Regions from separate parts of the Rattus norvegicus genome. Here region 2 is linked to region 1. Evidence: chromatin contacts called from public Hi-C data. All regions are on one chromosome and are shown on one strand. The core of a region is the stretch at or near the end of the contact, and the rest is flanking DNA. Distances in the headings are between cores, read along the strand shown. Region 1 has its middle 52 kb from the start of Iqsec1. Region 2 has its middle 69 kb from the start of Fbln2.

Region 1 (4,232 bases), core at 1,201-3,700:
AAAAAGCTGACAGCAGTGCAGACAACGGCAAAGTGGGTTCCCAGATGTTACCATAAACACCACTGCAGGATGCTGGCACAGGGCCCTCCTTGGGGCACTCTCAGCAATGGCTCCCAGTAAAAAAGGAAGTTAGCAAGGTGTATGTTCAGTCTGAACATAACAATGCCACAAAAACTCAGGTCAAACAAACTAATGGGAATGCACCTGATGAGACATGCCACAGGGAAAAGTTGCTATCTCTCAGCTATGGGATTCCTGGTCATTTGGTTGCCCTCTTTTTCAAATGTTCTACAGTCTGGGCAGGGTGAAGCTCAGTGGCAGAGCACTTGACTAGCATAGGCTGGGCCCTGATTTTAATCTCCAGTTGATCTTGATCCCCACAAATAATAATAGTAATAGTAATTATAACATCAACTTTCTGTGGTGAGAATCACAAGAAAAATGCATCATTAAAAAAACCTTCAGTCATCTAGCAATTACTAACAACACAACGGTCGTCAACAAGTTGGTTTAGTATGAAGAAGATGGGGACCTATAGAGGTTCAGAGTGGCCTGGGTTGGAACTGACTTAGCAGAAAGTCCCTTCTGATCCCTCTCACAGAGGGCTGTGAAAAGCGGATGAGTTGGGCTGTAGAGAAATGGCTCGGTGTGATCAAGAGCACTTGATGCTCTTATAGAAAACAGGAGTTCAGATCCCGGCACCCACGTTAAGCAGCTCGCAACTGTAGCTCCATCTCCATGAGATAACAACACCCTCTTCTGGCCTCTGAGGGCACTGCACTGATATCCCCACACATAGACACAAATAAAAATATAAATATTTAAAAGTGAAACTCAGATGGGTGAACATGTACAATGAGAGCAGAGTGGGCTAGGATACATGCTCAACACTGTCCCCGGGGGCATATGCAACAAGGTAGGTGAGGGCAGGGCCACTGGACAGTTGCATGGAGCAGTTATCAGCTGCTGATGTCAACAACGTTCCAGAGCTGTGTAGACTGCACAGACTTTTTCACAAAGAATCTGTGCGACAGAATGATGGGCAGTGGGCATGGTGCCAGAATCCTGTAGTCTCTGGTAACCTCTCAGGCCACTGGCTGCTCTGTCTGAGGCATAGATACTGCCTCTTTCCCACACCCTGACACCACAGGGAAGGGGACCTATGGTGCTCGGCGAGGATGGTGCCTCCCACAAAGTTCATGGCTATTGGGGCCTGACAGACAATGGTCACTTGGTTTTTGCCTCTGGTGCCTAGAGCGGTTGGGCTGCAGGAGGAACTCGGACAGTTTCTATGGAGTGAATATTCCTTGTCCTATCTCTATGCTGGGATCCTGCCCAGGAGAGCACATACTTTCTACCTGACTAAGCCAATGTCCCTCCCCACCCCCTGCCCTTCTTCCATGGGGGTTTTGCTAGTGGCCCTGATGGGTGGAAGGCTGACCAGGGATTTGAGGGCACAGCAAGCTCAGGTCCCAGTCTCATAAGAAGAGGGTCTTCATCTTTTCTGTTCAGGGTTGTGACCCCAGTGTCTGGGTCACCACAGCTACTCAATAAAATGTTGACTTGATGAGACAATGAATGTGACCAAGTGTGGTCTCACACTGAGTCCTTGCACTAGGGCCCACTCTCCTTTATTGTCACTCTCCCTGATTTTATCTGCTTCCCCCACAGCCATGAATGCTATAGGAACAGAACATGGGGTCTGCAGGGCAGTGAGCCTACAGCCTCCTGCAGAGGTGGTCCCCAGATCCTTGACAAGGTCTCCAAATCCTTTAGATGCCTGCTTCCTACTGTGTTCTTTCTCTTGGCATATTCAGGCATCTGCCATGTCAGGGGACCCCATGTCCTATCAACCAGTGAACTCTATAGAGATCTTAGACTAGGACCCCAGACTCAGATATGTACCCCACCCCCACTAGTATTTGGACACACCAGGTAGGCTGAACGGAGCCCAGGTATGGGGCATAACACTGTCCTGACCATAGCCCTAGACCACATGTGATCATGCCCTGGGGTATGTTCCTTGCAGAGAAATCCAGTTATGTTGGAAGGTAACTCATTCGTGCCCCCTGGCTGACTTGAACTTTCTCTGTTCGTAGGCTGCAGAAATCACTAGATGCCCTGGCCTAACCACAACCCCCTTCATTTAATTCCTGTCATCCTCAAAGCTGTCCATCACCATTTATCATTTGGGTTTCAGGCTCAATCAACATGGGTTCAGCAAGGTCCCCCTCCCACCTCTGCCCCTGCAGCCCCTCACCATCCCTCTCTGTAGTACCACTCACAGGTCCACTGTCCTTCTCAGAGAGTTGGGTTGAAGGGGGCTGGAAAACCATGACTGAATTCACTGATTGGCTCCAAAGCTTCCCCCAGTGTCCTCACTGAACACTAGATAGATGAACAAACACATGCATCCTGTCACCCAGGCTGGAGTTAGGCCTGGGGCCCTGCTCCCTTTCTCAAGTGTGGTGGCTCTTGGCTCTGCATTCCTGGACTCAGCCAGACTGGACATATTCCCTAAAGGCACTCTATCTGTGCAGAACAAGCCAGATTCCTGTCCTTACCTTAACCCACACAGCAGAACTATATACGGCAAGATATTTACAGCCCATCCAGGCCTACCAGAAACGTTTTGGAACATGGGGCTGCTCATAGGTGGCAAGGCTTTTGATGTACAAAGGTGTCCACTTCAGATACCCAGGGCCATGTTCTTGGTCTTATGCTTCTACTGTGAACCCACCTATCCCCTCTTTTCCCTCTTTTCCTCCTGGCTTCCTACCTCCCAGAGAAAAACCTTTGCAGCTACTGCAGAAGCAGGTCAGAGCTGAGGAGGGTCCTGGAAGCCATAGCAAAGCTGAGCTGTTTCAGCTGAGTCACTCCTGCTGGGCTACGTGGCCTCTTGGACTGCCCTGCCCTGCCCTGCTCTGCTCCACTTCATGTCCTGTAACCCAGGTACTATAGATATGTCCATGACAGAGGTGTGGGCAAGCAGAGGGCAACTCCTGAGAGTCACATGTTCTGTGGGGGACCTAGACTTTGTCCCTTCCTAGGGGCATTCTCTGGAGTTCAACTTCTTTGTGGAAGACGAGCAGGAAGGGGTAGCCTAGATGGAAGAGAGTAGGCAGGGCTTGGGGAATCCTGACTGGGACATCCTAAAGCAAGGGGTTATTCTGTGTTTTCTGCCCCCAGCCCCAGCCCCTGGGCAGAGGCTTAGAGATAAAGCAAAGATCATGGTAAGTGCTGCTCTAGGGTTAAACCACTCTATGCCTAGTCATAAGAAACAACTTGGAAGGGGACAAAGGGGAAGAGAGACTTGTTCTAAGGCTAAGGGAAACAATTGCAAAAGGGAACTTAGAGGCTCCGAGGTCTGTCAGGTCTCAGGAAAACTCTGAGTGTTATACACAAGTATACCAGCAGAGGGCAGTGTTTGGCTGCCTCAATATGATAGTGGCTGGTCCCACAGCAGTGAGACTTGGAGTAGGGTCGGGGCTGGGTTTCTCTTCAGGCCTGCAGTCAGCTTCTGCCATGCTCAGGTGACTTTGCTGGCTCCCCTAAGATAACATCAATGCCTTCTGCGACCTCCAGCTGCAGAGCCTCAGTAGGGCCTGTTATCCAGGCAAGGCATGGGCCATAGAGCGCGTAACAGGGAAGACAATAGGCCTTCAGGCTGTCCTTCAGCCTGGCCTACTTCTCTGGACTCATGGCCTCATGCTGGGTCCTCTACTCTGCCACAGGCCCACTAGCATCCTTCTGTCCCCAAAGCAGAGGACTTTATCGAGCCTCAGGGCTTTGTGTTTAACCTGTCTGATGCCCATAGGGAAGGGATGGGGTCCTTTCCCTGGCCCAAAGCTATCATCTCAAATGTCACCTTCTCATATAGGCCTGTTAAGCACCTTGGAGTTCCAGCTTTCAGTCCTCTGTGCCCCAAATACTTGGTGCCATCTCAAGGGACCCCACATAATAAAAGGGCTTGTGGTCCCTAGGTGGGTACTCAGAACCTCTGTCCTCACAACTCCTAAGACCTTCTAGGCTTAGGGACAGAGAGGACTGGAGACTTCCATTCTTGTCTGCCCATAGGCACCCTGTGAGTCCTTGGAACTGGAAAGCCTACTCTCCATATGTACAAGGCAAGACCACACACACACACACACACACACACACACACACACATAGACACACAGCTGCCAGCCAGCCCTCTTGCCTTGAGAGGAGGGGTTTCTTCCTGGACAGAC
Region 2 (4,232 bases), core at 1,133-3,632, 450 kb after region 1:
TCCAAATGACCGTGGCGGGAGGGGAGAGAGCAGTCACATCGCTTTTATTACAGCACAGCATAGCATTTGCTCCATGGTGTTGCTACTGCCTTGTACTGCTTCTGCCATACTCTCTAACCATGTTCCATTAATAAAATGAATGCTCACAGACATGCATATAAAACAAAAGCACAAGACCCATGGGGCTCAAGAGCCATGGGACTCAAGAGCCATGGAACCCAGGGTCATCCGCAGTTTTAGGTGCTTAGCGAGGATCTTGGAGTGAGGTCTGAGTGAATTCACCAAGGGAGACTGTCACAGCCCTAAGGAGTATGGCCATACAGGTTGTTGAAGAGTTCAAAGAATGGCTGGGGTTAAAACAACTAGGGATGAGGTGGAGTGGAAAGAAAAGGAGGGAGAAAGTAGAGACCCCAGGTAGAGGCAGAACCTGTGGCCTCTATCACAGGAAGAGTCCAGGGTACTACTGAGCCTCCAGGGCCAAGGGTCTTACACACCCTTACATTTGCCACTGCTGAGGTTATCACAGGGCTATCCAATGCTTGAGAGCTGTAACATTAGTCCTTATAGGAGCTGAGGGGCCCAGTAACTTAGAACAACCTGGGAGCTACACCACCAGAAGGTAGCTGCTTGCTGCCCCAGTTAGCTGAGTGCCAGGGCCTCTGGGGGTTAAAGCGCAAGGTGATGGACTTCCAGCAGGAACCCCTACAGCTCTGAGCTTCCAGCTCCTAAGTCTGTATTCCAGGGCTGTAGCTGCAGCCTCTGGTTCTAACATCTGTCAGTTCAGCTTCCAGCACCTCGGCACTCAAGGACTAGGACTGCTCAAACTGGAAGACTTCTCTTTGTCTTCTCTGACCCATATCTGGGTAGAGAAGAACCCTATTGGCTGATCAGTAACAGCAAGATTCTGGGGACTGCCACAGAGCTTCAACAACATCATTCATCTAGCTTGGAATCTGATATCTCCATGGCTGCGACCTCGCCAGGCCATAGGCAGTGTGTGGTGACACCTGGCGGCCAAGAGAGGAATTGTTAGCAGTTGGTGTAGATAGGGAAAGCGTCGTTCTAATCAGTGTAGGACTGGGCAGTAGCCCAGGAGCACATAAGCAAGGATGTGCGGAGCCCGGATGACGCCTTTTTACCTGATTCCAAACTCTAATGGACATGCTGCCTTCCCTGTCACCCCTGCCACAGGCCAGGAATCCCTGTTGCTTTGGATGTGGTTGCCTGGCTCTTCAGGGGCCCCACGTCCTATTTTCTCTCTGTATATAGAAATTGTACTGGTTTGAGACCTGCTGCTGGAGAGCGCCATAGGGGTTAAGAGGCCCACTGGAGCCCCACCATGACCTTCTTGGTATTCTGATAACTGTAACTTCTATGTAATTGGCATTTTAGAAATGCTAGGTGTGCCTAGCTGCCAGCCCACATGTGCAGACATGGGCACAGGTGTGTACATGCTGGGGGAGAGGCCCTCTGGAAAGGTGACTCCTGTGTGTGACCAGTATAGGGTGCTATAGCATTTGCTGAGAGTTGGTCTGCCCACCCATGTGAGAGCAGGCAGTTCTGACAGCTGTGCTGGGGCAGTGACTGTAAATGGGGCTTGTCCTACACCAGATGTCTGGACACCAGGTGTCTGTGTCTCTCGGTAAACACATGTGATTGTGGGGAGCTTGGTCAGTGACACCCAACCTCCAGCTCTGTGCAGTTTGGTCTTGTGGTTCCCAGGCGCTTGTCCAGCCATTCTCAGGGGTAGGAAGCAATCCAGCTTGGCCTACTTACCTTGCCTGCTCTGAGAGGGACAGGAGGCTGCATGTGATCTTACACCTCGCCTGAATCATCCTCCCTTCCATGCCTGTCTTCACTTTATAAGCCCAGAGAGGTTGCATATTCTCCTTAGAATCACACAGGGTCCCCAGCTAGGGCTGATGAGAGGCTAGGGTGAGGCTGGTCTGTCTGATCCTATCTGCCTAAGCCTGCTGCCTCAGGAGGCGGTTGTCAGGAGCTAGCAGGGCATGCCTTAGCTCCCATGTTCTATGTAAATCTCACCATGGCTCCCCATTGCTTGCAATACAAAGTTCAAGTTTCAGAGCCCACCATCCTGGCTCCACCCTCTTCAGTCTTATAGTCATTACTCCCTGCTGAACCCTGTGTACCAATCACCTTAGCCACTCTTCTTTCCGAGATCCTTGTAGCCTCCTCTTCCAACTCTGTACCTTTTGCTTGGAGAGCCTGGAAACTCCTATTCATCCTGCAACACCCAGCTCTGACCATCCTCCACAGAGTAGGTGCTTCCCCAACTGCCTTCTAGTTGCCTGCTAGTAGCACTTCTCAGGTCATATGCAAATGAGCCTCCCTTCTAAGTCCCCAGCACCCAGCACCAGGCACAGAACAAAGCAGGCACAGATAAATGCTGAGTGAATCAACAGCACAGGCGCGCTCTTGCTGGAATGCAGACTAGCTGGGAGGAAAGTGGTGACTCTTTTTCCACTATTCGGAGTTTGCCAAAAGATCCAGAGCAGGCCAGGGCTGGGGGAAGGGGCAGGTTGATGTAACAGTTGGAATAGCCCAGGTATCCTCTTTCTACCCCTGAAGCACATGCTCCTGGCTTCTCCTTGGCAGGGGTTGCTGATAGCTTCAGCTCTGGTGTCAGGTACGGGGCTCAACCTCTGAGACTGTCTGTGTCCTGGTAGGTTAGTCAGAGTTAGCCTCATCCTTCTTTCTGTCCATTTTATCAGATAGGGAGCTCAAGGCCAGTTCTGCTTGGCTGACACTAAGGTTTCTGTCCTCCCTGTTCTAGGACTTTGACCTTTGAAGCTCAGGAAGGGTGGGGACAGGAAGGGACAGTAGGGCTGTGCTGGCTCCAGGGCTTTGGCATCAGGGTCAGGGTTTATGCCTGAAGTTCCCATCCAGAGCCGAGTCATCAGGTCAACGCCCTTGGGTCAGCTGAGCCATCCCTGTGAGAGGTTGGCAGAGTCGAGAGACGGTAGCTGGGATTGAGGCTTTCTAAGCACCATCCTGCCTCCAAAGGTCAGGCCCAAAGAGAATAAGGATCGTCTTGTCACGGCTTGGGGACAAGAACTCCTGGGAGAAACCCACCAGCACCAAGAAGACAAAGTATGCCATGACCCAGGTCTGGGCCATTCTTTCTGTGGGTCAGGCTGGGAGGCTTCAGCTTTTTCACTGCGAGCAGCACAGTGTTGGTAGCCATATTCTGGCCTGCTCACCCTGCACAATGTAATTTGTGTCCTCTTGGTGAGTCTCCTCCAGACTACATGGCCTTTGTGCAATATCCCACTTGTGCCTCCAGGCATGGGTGCTAGAGATGAAGTTTCTAAATAGGTAGGGGTAAGATGTGGTTCTGCATGGAAGAGAAGAGGGAGTGAGGTGTTGGCCTATGCTGATAGTAAACTGAGTCCCAGTAACTGGCACCAGGTATGGCATAAAGCAGAACATAAACAACCTTGCATACACAGCCCAGGGAAAAGGCGGATCTTTTCCAGCTAGTTAGACAGGTATGTTTGTCAAAATGTTTGGGCTAGGGCCAGAGCAAAATGCAGGGGTGGGCTGGGTGATCATGAAAAGGGTGAGCGAGAAAGATGTGCATAGGATAGTCCAATCTGGAACAGGAGGGAGGAGAGACAGCCTGTTGGCAACTCTGTTGCCTTGGGCTGGAAATATGACTTCTCTTTCACTCTCCCATATCCTATCTATTGGACCCCAGAACATTCTAGAACCTGACCTCCCCTCCCTCTCTGTTCCCAATATTTGCACCACTGGTGAGTCCTGCAAAATGAACTCTTAGGACATTCCAATCTTGATGCCTTCCCTCTGTAAGCTTCTCTATTCCAGACCATCCAACTGAGGGTCATCCTTGTGTACAGTCCTAGCTGCTCTGGCCTGACCACTACCCTGCCTCTCTTGCTGCTAGCCTCCAGGGCCCAGTGTGCACTTCTACTGTGTTTCTGCAGGATGCTTCTGTGGACACAGCCCTTTCTCTGCAGAGTGCCTGGCCACCTGGGCTAACCTACCCCTGTCCACCTTGCGGTTCTGTGGTTCTCTGGAGCCTACCTCTCAGACTCACTTTCCCTTTGCCTCCACATCACCCTGATGTTCTGTAGGCTAAACTCGCTGCTTGGCCTGTGACCATTTCCTCTGCCCCAGACGTTGCTTCCTGGTGCTCAGAAGGCCTCTTTCCTTTCCTTTCCTCTTTCCCAGAAGGCACCACTTCCCCATGT

What was found. Hi-C and Micro-C count contacts between places; a contact is called where the count stands out from the background.
Region 2: a contact with region 1 is called in a Hi-C map of the A7r5 cell line, with 5 times the contacts expected there. The contact joins two enhancer-like sites. A contact is called at or near these places in 3 of 12 Hi-C or Micro-C datasets (the A7r5 cell line, mammary epithelial cells and psoas muscle).

Annotation. Positions count from the first base shown.
Region 1 is chr4:124,877,766-124,881,997 of GRCr8, forward strand. It overlaps a transcript of Iqsec1 not described here. Among named protein-coding and RNA genes, the nearest start is that of Iqsec1, 52 kb to the left of the region's middle. Within about 2 kb of position 2,451, at least 6 of the 93 cell types and tissues checked have an H3K27ac peak or open chromatin away from gene starts, as enhancers often do. A contact at or near this core is called in the A7r5 cell line, where this site is marked.
Region 2 is chr4:125,328,124-125,332,355 of GRCr8, forward strand. No RefSeq gene overlaps it. Among named protein-coding and RNA genes, the nearest start is that of Fbln2, 69 kb to the left of the region's middle. Within about 2 kb of position 2,383, at least 28 of the 93 cell types and tissues checked have an H3K27ac peak or open chromatin away from gene starts, as enhancers often do. A contact at or near this core is called in the A7r5 cell line, where this site is marked.